Linked DNA regions of Oryctolagus cuniculus: region 2 is linked to region 1. A link is a contact called in public Hi-C data. All regions are on one chromosome and are shown on one strand. Each heading gives the region's core, a stretch centred on a gene start, on an enhancer-like site or on the middle of the called end of the contact. The rest is flanking DNA. Distances are from core to core; before and after follow the strand shown. Region 1 has its middle 9.8 kb from the start of GJC3. Region 2 overlaps ZKSCAN1 (zinc finger with KRAB and SCAN domains 1).

What was found. A called contact is a pair of places that touch in the nucleus more often than the background predicts.
Region 2: a contact with region 1 is called in a Hi-C map of liver, with 2.4 times the contacts expected there. The contact joins two enhancer-like sites. A contact is called at or near these places in 3 of 6 Hi-C or Micro-C datasets (embryonic fibroblasts, liver and an unstated tissue).

Annotation. Positions count from the first base shown.
Region 1 is chr19:42,246,258-42,251,425 of mOryCun1.1, forward strand. It overlaps the pseudogene LOC100348787. Among named protein-coding and RNA genes, the nearest start is that of GJC3, 9.8 kb to the left of the region's middle. Within about 2 kb of position 2,569, at least 7 of the 8 cell types and tissues checked have an H3K27ac peak or open chromatin away from gene starts, as enhancers often do.
Region 2 is chr19:42,296,380-42,301,547 of mOryCun1.1, forward strand. All of the region lies in intron 6 of ZKSCAN1 (zinc finger with KRAB and SCAN domains 1), which reads left to right. Among named protein-coding and RNA genes, the nearest start is that of ZKSCAN1, 24 kb to the left of the region's middle. Within about 2 kb of position 2,917, at least 1 of the 8 cell types and tissues checked has an H3K27ac peak or open chromatin away from gene starts, as enhancers often do.

The sequences.
Region 1 (5,168 bases), core at 1,319-3,818:
TTATTCATTCTAATTGGATCTCTGTACCCTTTGACCAACCTCTTTCCATGCAGAACAATGAACAGGGTATAAATGAATATACTTGGGTGAGGTCATGCAGGCAGACTCAGTTAATAGGGGTTATAGTCACAATTTTTTATCTTTAAGATTTATTTTATTTATTTTAAAGGCAGTTACAGAGAGAGAGAGAGAGAGAGAGAGAGAGGGATTTAGAGAGAGAGAATCTTCCAAATGGCTGCAACAGCCGGGGTTGGGTCAGGCGAAGCCAGGAAACAGGGGCTTCATCCAGGTCTCCCCCATGGGTGCAGGGGCCCAAGTTCTTGGGCCATCCTCCACTGCTTTCCACACACATTAGCTGGATTGGAAGTAGAACACCTGGGACTTGAACCAGTGCCCATATGATTGTCAGCATCGAAGGTGGCGACTTAACCCATTATGCCACAATGCCAGACCCATCGTCACAATTATTGCGTATGCCTAGTGTGGCCACCTACTCCATTTCATGATGAAGTCCATGAAGGATTTTCATGCATTTTTCTGAATAGTGCACAGTGTTTGCCAAAATAAGATGTGTTTAGAAGCGTTTCTAATATTTGTTAAACCCTGAATAGGAAACCCCATTCTGCATCCCCTCCACCAATCCAGGGCCCAATGGCACAGGTGCTCTCTGGGGACATCATTCTCAACTCCTGTCTCAGGAGTTTTTGTCCCAATCCCTTGATCATCCAAATAGTTATGGCAGTACTGCCACACCCAGTTGTGAAATATCAGTTAACATTACCCACAAATATTTACAAGTATCTATATTCTAGTACCAATCCTGTTTCAGAAATCTCAGTCTATTTTTGTAGCATACCTCTGGTGCTTTTTATACAGGATTGTGTCTTCTCCAGGTTCTTTTTCCTTTTAACATTTATTTATTTATTTATTTGAAAGTGAGAGCTACACAGAGAGGAGAGGCAGAGAGAGAGGGGTCTTCCATCCACTGATTCACTCCCCAACTGGCTGCAACAGCCAGAGCTGAGCTGATACGAAACCAGGAGCCAGGAGCTTCCTCCGGGTCTCCCACGTGGGTGCTGAAGCCCAAGGACTTGGGCCATCCTCCACTGCTTTCCCAGGCCACAGCAGAGAGCTGGATCAAAAGTGGAGCAACTGGGACTCAAACCTGTGCCCATATGGGATGCCAGCACTGCAGGCAGCAGTTTTACCCACTTTGCCACAGCGTCGGCCCCCAGGTTCTTTTTCAATGATAAAATGCACAAAACATAAAAGTTACCATAGAAACCACTTTTAATTGTACAGCTCAGTTGCACTAAGCACATTCACGTTGTTAGGCAATCTTTGTCATCCATTTCCTGAACTCTCCTATCCTTGCAAAACTTAAACCCTGTACCCCTTAGACAATGACTCCTCATTCCCTCTCCCTCCAGCCTCTGGTAACCATCATTCTTTCTGTCTCTGAATTTGATTACTCTAGATACATACACAAGGGAAATCTTAAAGTACTGTAATCAAGGTTCATCTATGTTATGTCAAAATTTCCTTCCTGGGGCTGCCACTGTGGTGCAGCTGGTCAAACCGCTGCCTGCAACATCAGCATCCCGCCTGAGTTTGAGTCCTGGCTGCTCCACTTTCAAACCAGCTCCCTGCTAATGCACCTGGCAGAGCAATGGATGGTGGCCACGCCACCCATGGAGGAGACCCAGATGGAGTTCCCGGCTTCAACCTGGCCCCGCCCCAGCTGCTGCAGGCTAAAGAGAGTGATCCGACAGATGAAAGATCCCTCCTACCCTCCCTCCCGTCTCCCTCTGTAATTCTGCTCTTCAAATAAAATAATTCTCTAAAAAATTCCTAGTTTGCTTAGCCATTGAACACTACATCGCTTGCGCTCCTTGGCCGTTGTGAAGGAAGCTGCTACGAGCAAGGCTGTGCGAACACTGCAAGTCCCTGCCTTCAGTTCTTTGCACCCCAAGGTAGCATTATTGGGTCATGCGGTAATTTTTTTTTATTTTATTTTTTGAGGGCATGCCATCTTGTTTCCCACAGAGGCTTTCCCATCCCAACGACACTGCACAAGGATTCCAATTTCTTCACATCCAGCACCTGTTACGTTTTGTAGTAGCCATCTTAATAATGAGCGCACTGAACTCTTGCACACTCGTTCTTCTCTGCTTGGAACTGTTTTCTGCCTCCTTGAAAGCATAAGCTTTAATTTTACTGGTGTTCCTTTCTCGTGATAGGCAGCCCGGTCGGCGGACCCGGCAGGGGGCGTGGAGGGCCGCGCGCCGGGTTCTCGCCCCTGGGCCACGGTTTCTTTGTCCTCTGGGGGCAGCCAGCGGGATAACCCGCCTTGTTCCGACCCCTCAGCGGAAATGTACATCGGGATATAGTTTAAGGGGAGTTCTTCTTCCGCAAGCGAGCTGATTCTTTGTGCGGTTCACGCGCCGGGAGGCGGGGAGGGGTCTCCGAGTCCAGGGAACCACCGAGATCCGGGCCTCCGGGGTCCTAGAGGCAGTCCAGGGAACCACCGAGATGCGGGCCTCCGGGGTCCTAGAGGGAACACTGCAGCGGGGGTTGACGGAGCCGCGGCCGCACGTCCGGCCTTTGTGTGTCGGCGCAGACGGCGGCCTGCGAGGGTCAGGGGCGGTTTCTCCGGACTTGCTGGCTGTTCGTGTGCTCCTTTATAGCGTGCGCGTGTCGGCCTCTGCACTCTGGCGGGGTCACGTCTCTCCTCCTGCCCCCAGATTTTTGGTCGCGCCCTCCCTTGGTGCCTCCAGCCGGCCTCGAGGCTAATTTGCAAACATCCGTGGAGCCAGCCTTGGCCGCAGAACCCATGCCGACCCCGCGTCTTCCCAGATCCGTGCCGCTCCACGGAAGACGGAGCTTGGCAGAAAGAGAGCTGACTGCTCTGAGCCTCAGGTTCCGTTTTCAAAGGGGAGATCATGTGCCAGTTTAGCAGAAATGAAGGGTTAATGTGTGTAGCAGGTAGTACTAGTAAGTGGGGACTGAACTGTTTTTTCTATTGCAAAAGCAATAGTCTCCCCACCCCATTACAGAGCTCCGCGCCCTACGTGCAGTGAGCAGCGTGGAGGGAAGGGAGAGAAGGAGCTATTCCGGGAGGTGACGAGGGCAATGTGTGTGGACAGTCCTCCCAAATGTGGATGGGCCGTCCTCCACCCACCCTCGCGCGTATCCATCCGTCCCGCCGCATTTTTATCTGGGTGGAAGCAAGAGTGTGACGTGTGCTTGTTAAATAGAAACATACTTACGGAATGCCGAGGCAGGATCGCTGGTCACTGACGTTCTTAGTGCTTTGGGATGTATGTCCCCCCACCGAGCCTTCCAAGACTCAAGGCCTGCCTAAAAACATTCTGAGGATCCCGAGTGCCAAAGTTGTCTCCGTGTGTAGAATCTCTGCCTGGTTTTCCCTTCTCAGGAACTGAAGGACAGGGTTTTCCTTTTCTGGCTGTGGGTTTTTCTTTGAGGAGAGACAACCACGTAGGTCTTTTTCCTGTGAGCAGTTACTAAACCCATTTTCTTGGTGATCTGTTTGGAAGCTCCCGTGCCGCTTAAAATCAAGACTGTAAGGCTTTAGGGGAGGTTACTCAAAACTATGTGCTTTTGTAACCCAAAAATCAAGAATTCTTACGTTCTAGACGGTGCAGCAGTTTAGGACACCATGCCAGCATCCCATATAAGCACTAGTTATAATCCCGGCTGCTCCACTTCTGCTCCTGCTGATGTCATGGGAAGGCAGTGGAAGATGGCCCAAGTGCTTGGGCCCCTGCACCCATGTGGGAGTCCCAGATGGTGTTCCAGGCTCCTGGCTTCTGCCTGGGTCAGCCCCAGTAATTGTGGCCATTTGGAGAATAAACCAGCAGATGGGAGATATCTATATCTATCTATATTGTCTTCAAATTTTTTAAAAAGGAGGAGGGGGGCTGGCATTGTGGTATAGCAGGTAAAGCCACCACCTGCAATGCCAACATCCCATGTGGGTGCCAATTCAAGACCTGGCTGCTCCACTTCCAGTCCAGCTCTCTGCTAATGCGCCTGGGAAAGCAGCACAAGATGGTCCAAGTGCCTGGGCCCCTGCACCCAAGTAGGAGATCTGGAAGAAGTTCCTGACTCCTGGGTTTGGCCTGGCCCAGCCCTGGTCCTTGTGGCCATCTGGGGAGCGAACCAGTAGATGGAAGATCTTTCTGTAACTGGCTTTCAAATAAATAAATCTGAAGGAAGGAAGGAAGGAGGGAGGGAGATGGATGACTCCCCAAATGTTTCATAGTGAAACATTGAATTCCCAATAAATAAAGGAATACAACACTATGCAAGAACTGACCTGGAAAAAGGAGTGTAGCTAAAGTAAGGTCTGTGTGGAAAGGTTGGGTCTACTGGATTAGGGAGACAAAGGCAAATACTGAAAGATTGGGGGCATCTGTGTAGTAAGTCTTTGCCAAAGGAAGCATGTGGTCACCTGAATTAACAGGAGGGAAGGTGCATGTGTACAGTACTGGACTGCCCGTGGCTTTCTGAATTCTGCCTTGTTGGTGTGCTTTGTGCTCAGGTCCTGTTGCTTCGTGCTCAAAACGTTAACATGCTGAGAAGTCCTTTGTGTGAAGCAGCCGGACTTGACATGATGCTAATACCATTCCCTGTTGACCAAGTGTGTATGAGCTAATTCACACTCCTGAGACACACACTCGAGCTAAACAGGCCCTGTCTTTCTAAAATGTGAGACTTTCCTGTGTCTATATGATCTGACTCATTTTTACTGACTTCATCACACCATGATGGCTTCAGGGTTCTTTGGGTCAACACTAAATGATGCGACCTATATAGATTTCTTTGTGTCACTGTGCATTCATTTTTTAAAAAAATAAATAGAATCCTCATAATAACTCAGTTTTCCCATTAAAAATGAGTAATGCTTTCATCTCAGTTATCTTTAAAAAAAAAAAAAGATGTATTTACTTATTTGAAAGTCAGTCACACAGAGAGAGAAGGAGGCGGGGGGGAGGGGTGGTTCTTCCACCCACTGGTTCACTTCCCAGTTGGCCGCAACGATTGGAGCTGTGCGAATCTGAAGGCAGGAGCCAGGAGCTTCCCCCAGGTCTCCCACACGGATGCAGGGGCCCAAGCACTAGGGCCACCTTCCACTGCTTTCCCAG
Region 2 (5,168 bases), core at 1,667-4,166, 50 kb after region 1:
ATAAGCCTAAATATATAGAGAGCTAACTCAGGCATTGTCTTTGTAGACTAGTAAAGCAACCTGTCTTGTCAGTTCCCCGCTTCTTTGTTTAGAGTTAAATTAGACCAAAAGAAGAAATTTACTTGTCTTTGTATACCTGCAGAATTAAATTATTGCTGTTAAGAACTAGACTTTTCATTTTACTAGTCTCTGAAGAGTCCAGGTGCTTGGTAGATGTTCAATAAAGGATATTTAAATTGAATTTGTGCATTTAAAATACTCATTAACATTTCTAGAAAAGCTTCTCAATAAATAATGGAACCAGAGGGAAAGTGGTATGTTCTTTAAAAGCTAGGGAACTCCTACAACAAAAATAATTTGAAGCCTTAATCTAAGACAATTTCCAAATGTTACAAGAAATGGCAGCAAAATGACATTTGTATACACAATCAGTGATCCATTTTAGAGGACGATGATAGCTGACAAATGTAGGCATAATGAGGTCAGGAAGGAAATTCTGGAAATTTGTAATAAGTATTCCTTTATGTTGTTTCTGTCTTAGATCATGATAAAAGAATAAATTATCATCTGTAGGTGGCAGTATTTGTGTTTTGGTCACCCTTGGTTGCATAAACACATTTTGGATAAAGAAAAAAATGTAATTTCAAAGTTACAAATTTGAACTGTTGGAAAACAAAATGATTTTTTTTTACTTTGCCTCATTTGAATTATTGATTTATTCTCCCTATTTAGAAACCCTACATGCAGGTGCAAAGTGCTCTGTTTCCTCTGTGCTTCAGTTTCTATTTCCTGAAGACTAGAATGGTCAGTCCCCTGCTTTCTTTAAGGACTATGGTGGAATAAACTGCTAAGCAAAGTTTGTTTTTCTAAAAAAAAAAAAAAAAAAAAAAAAAAAAAAAAATTAAAAGACAAGTTACAGACAGAGCGAGAGACAGTGAGAGAGATCTTCCATCTGCTGGTTGGTTCACTCCCCCCCAAACCCAGGAGCTTCTTCCAGGTCTCACGTTGGTGCAAGTGCCCAAGCACTTGGGCCATCTCCACTGCTTTCCCAGACCATTAACAGGGAGTTGGATCAGAAGTGGATCAGTTGGGGCTCGAACCAGTGCCCATATGGGATGTTGGTGCTTCAGATGGAGCTTTTTATTTTTTATTTTTTGACAGAGAGAGAGGTCTTCCTTCCGTTGGTTCACTCCCCTAATGGCCGCTACAGCCTGTGCTGCGCCGATCCGAAGCCAGGAGCCAGGTACTTCCTCCCGGTCTCCCATGCGGGTGCTTGGTTCCTGCACCTGCATCCTCTGCTGCCCTCCCAGGCCACAGCAGAGAGCTGGACTGGAAAAGGAGCAACCAGGACTAGTACTCGGCACCCCAACCGGGACTAGAACCCGGGGTGCCAGTGCCGCAGGAAGAGGATTAGCCAAGTGAGCCATGGCACCGGCCTCAGATGGAACTTTAACCTACTATGCCACAGTGCCAGCCCCTCAAGTAAAGTTTTTAGTAAGGCTAAAAAGGATTTACAAAAGGTAGCTTGTGTGAAAATGTCCTTTTCCAGAGGTATTTTCCAGCCAGGTCCTGGTTCAGGGGAACTTGATCCTGTCCTGTGCAATTATCCTGGCCTGGGTCTCCCAAAGAGCAGAGCCTAAAGTCAGGACTTGTGTGCAGATGACTTGTTTTGGGAATGATTGCAGAGAACAGAAGTGAGGGACAGAGTAGGCAGAAAGAGGATGGGATCTAATGCATCACTGAACGTGGTCACTGCTGTGGACAAATGGAGCCTACACCTCCATGACAGAATTTGGCTGCTCCAGGGACTGGAGGAGAGAGCGTTTACTCATTCGAGGTGTGCTCTGTGAAGCAGGGACTTCTTGCATTTCCAGGTCCGTGCCCATCCAGAGAAGTTACAGAACAACCATTGCTGGGTGCACCTGCCAAAAGCAGGTTCCAGCAGTGGCCTGAGTGAAAAGTGAGCTGAGCCCTGGCAGAGTACATGGAGTATCCAAAACATCTGTAAACTGTTTCTACTCAGCATTTCTGATGCCAGCTCTCCATCTCTGGACACCAACCAGGTGTCCAATCCAGTTCTGACACTACTGGAGTTAGTGCAGACCCTGCTGACATGCCTGCCAATTCAGACACTTAGCTAGGTCTAACCTTCCAGATCTATTGTTCTGAGGGGCCCTGCAAACTGAGTGCTGGCCTACAAGGATCAGAGCTTATCTCCCAAGAGCCTCTCTCCTCAATATTTGACTTGTCCTCTCCAGTTCAAACACTGGTGGCTTCCTCCATTCCTGGGCCTGCATTTCAAAGGCTGCAGGAGGAAAAATTTACAAGCCTGGCCTCCTATAATTTTAGTCCGCCTTCATTTTTACTCTGGTCCCTGCTATGTTCCAGGGTTCAGTGTGTGACCAGGAATGTAGGGTTTAGGCAAGGAGACGGAGGAACAAGGGCAGAGAACCTGACACAATTTACTCACCAGAGCTTGTTTTTTCAGCCAGTGTTCCAGGAAAGCCTATCTGGCAATACTGTACTTAGAGGGGGCCAGGCCACCACAGACAGAGAAAGCCGCAAGAAACCAGTGTGGGTCGCTTGTGAGCATATAATATATGAAGATGTGTGATGCTTGAGCAGAAAGGGCCCTCCTGCTCCTTTTCTACATCCTGGACATGCCCCTAACCCTTGCTATAAAAGCCCTTGAAAACTGCTTCTCAGGGGTGCATCTTCTTGAGGGACCTCTACTGTCCCCCCATCTGCTTGACTTTGAGCAACTGCAGCTTAGGACTGATTCTGTGGCAACACACCAAGCAAACAGACCTCTTGTGTCTGCTAACAAAACTGATGAGCCTGGATAGACTGTCACTAGCCTAGGGTCGTGGTGACTGGGAACTGGGAGTGAGGCAATTGGTAGTGGCAGCTGGTCTAGGACTTGCTTGCTCTTAGAGAACTGTTGCTTTGTTCTGTTGGGGTAGGAGGTTTCCCTTGGTGCCTGGCAGTCCAGAGTTGCTGACTCAGAGACCGCTTTCTGCCCAGCTCCTCACAGAATCAAGAAATAATTTGGGATTGTTGCTATATTAAGTGTCTTAAGAGTTGCTGAAAGTAAAATCCAGGATAAGAAGCATTCTAAGAGGAAATAACCAGGGACCAGAAAGGGACAGCCTTCTCCAGAATGCCATAAGAGGGTCAGCAGACAGGATTCCAAAAGGAGTGGACAGGGAAATCTCACAGTCAGGTTTTGCTCGAGGAGGTAGAGATTCACAAAAGGAACAATCCAGGAAATTGGCTGGGTTTCTGGGTTACTTGACCCTGTCTTTCCCCATTTCACAGGCAGTACCATTTTATTAGGGTTTAGAGATCTCTACCAGAAACAGGTGGGAAACAAAGGAAATTCCATGTTTCAGAACTGATAAAAATTGTGATGTCTTGGTTCATCTCTCCAATGCTTTCCATGTAATGTTATTCTTCCTTGTGCATGCATTCCCTAATGTTTGGTGAGCTCTGCCAGTTTTCTATTCCTGCCCAGTGGAAAACAAACTGGTTTTTGTCATCATGTATACTGGAGCACCTTTACTGGCTCTGACAAACTTCGTGTGTGGGGCACCATCATTGATGTGCAGTTTTCTATGCCATTATCATTCGGCTTTTTGTGTGTCTCAGCATGGAGAGAAGAATAAATGAGAAATGTGGCTTCCACCTCTAATGCTGCCAGGTCTCTCCTCACTCTCAGCACCTGTTTTGAGTCTAAATAAGTACAAACCTGTAGTTTTAAGAGGCAAACACAAATGGTAAAAGCCTTTGACCTTGTCCTTTCCTTTTCGCTAACAAAAGCCTCTATTAAATGGCCCCCAACTATAGTTGTCATCTCCTCACTACTGATATCTTCCCCATTAAAGCCCCCATTAACTTTACCATTTACATGGTACTGTCACAGGTCACCAGTGTCTATGACAAAAATAAATTCCAAGGACCAGAGTTGTGGCATAGCAGGTAAAGTTGAAGCCTGCAACTATGGCATACCTGTAGGTGCCAATACCTGAACCACTTGTTCCACTTCCAATCCAGCTCCCAGCAAATGGCCTGGGAAAAGCAGTGGAAGATGGCCCAAGTGCTCGGGCTCCTGAACCCATGTAGGAGACCTGGATAAAGCTCCTGGCTCTGGCTTTGGCCTGGCCCAGCTGTGGCTGTTGCAGCCTTCTGAGGAGTGAACCAGTGGATGGGAGATCTGTGTGTGTGTGTGTGTGTGTGTCTGTCTGTCTCCCTCTCCCTCTGTTATTTATTTGAAAGAGTTAGAGAGAGAGAGATTTGTTCTACTGGTTCACTCCCCCAAACGACTGCAATAGCCAGGGCTGGGTCCAGCCAAGGCTAGGAACTTCTTCAGAGTCTCCCACATGGGTGGCAGGAGCCCAAATACTTGAGCATCCTCAGGTGGCAACTTTACCCAATATGCCACAACATGGGCCCTCTCCTTTACTTTTGTATAACTCGATCATTTTCTTGAGATAATTAGTTGTTGGTATTACACTGTTCTTCAGCTTATCTCATCCTTCACTCATGAATCACAACCATGAATTGTCTCTAATTCATTTCACCAACTTTGCAAAGACAGTAGGCCCATTTATAGACGCAGAAACTGAAACCGTGGACAAAAAAGAATCCCCATACCAGGGCTGGCATTGTGGTACAGTGAGTCAAGCTGCCATTTGCAATACAGGCATCTCCTATCAGAGCACTGGTCTGAGTCCCAGCTGCTCCACTTCCAATCCAGCTTCCCACTAATGTGCCTCCGAAAGCAGCAGAGAATGGCCCAAATCCTTGAGCCCCTACACAGAAGTGGAAGACCCAGATGAAGATTCTGGCTCTTGGTTTTAGTCTGGCCCAGCCCTGGTCATTGCAGCCATGTGGGGAGTGAACCAACAGATGAAGATCTTGATTTCTCTCGCGCGCTCTCTCTCCCCCTCCCTCCCTCCTTCCTTTACTTCCTCCTTCCCTCTCTGTTACTCTGCCTTTCAAATAAATGAATTGCAAGCTTTCTTTAGCTGCCTAACATACTATTAAAGACATATAATATACCAACAACCCATTATAATCATTTGCCTGTTGACTAGAAACTTGCTATCCTACATTTGTTGTCTTTAATGCAAATCTGCTGAACTTTTTTTTTTCTAGGCTCTTAAATA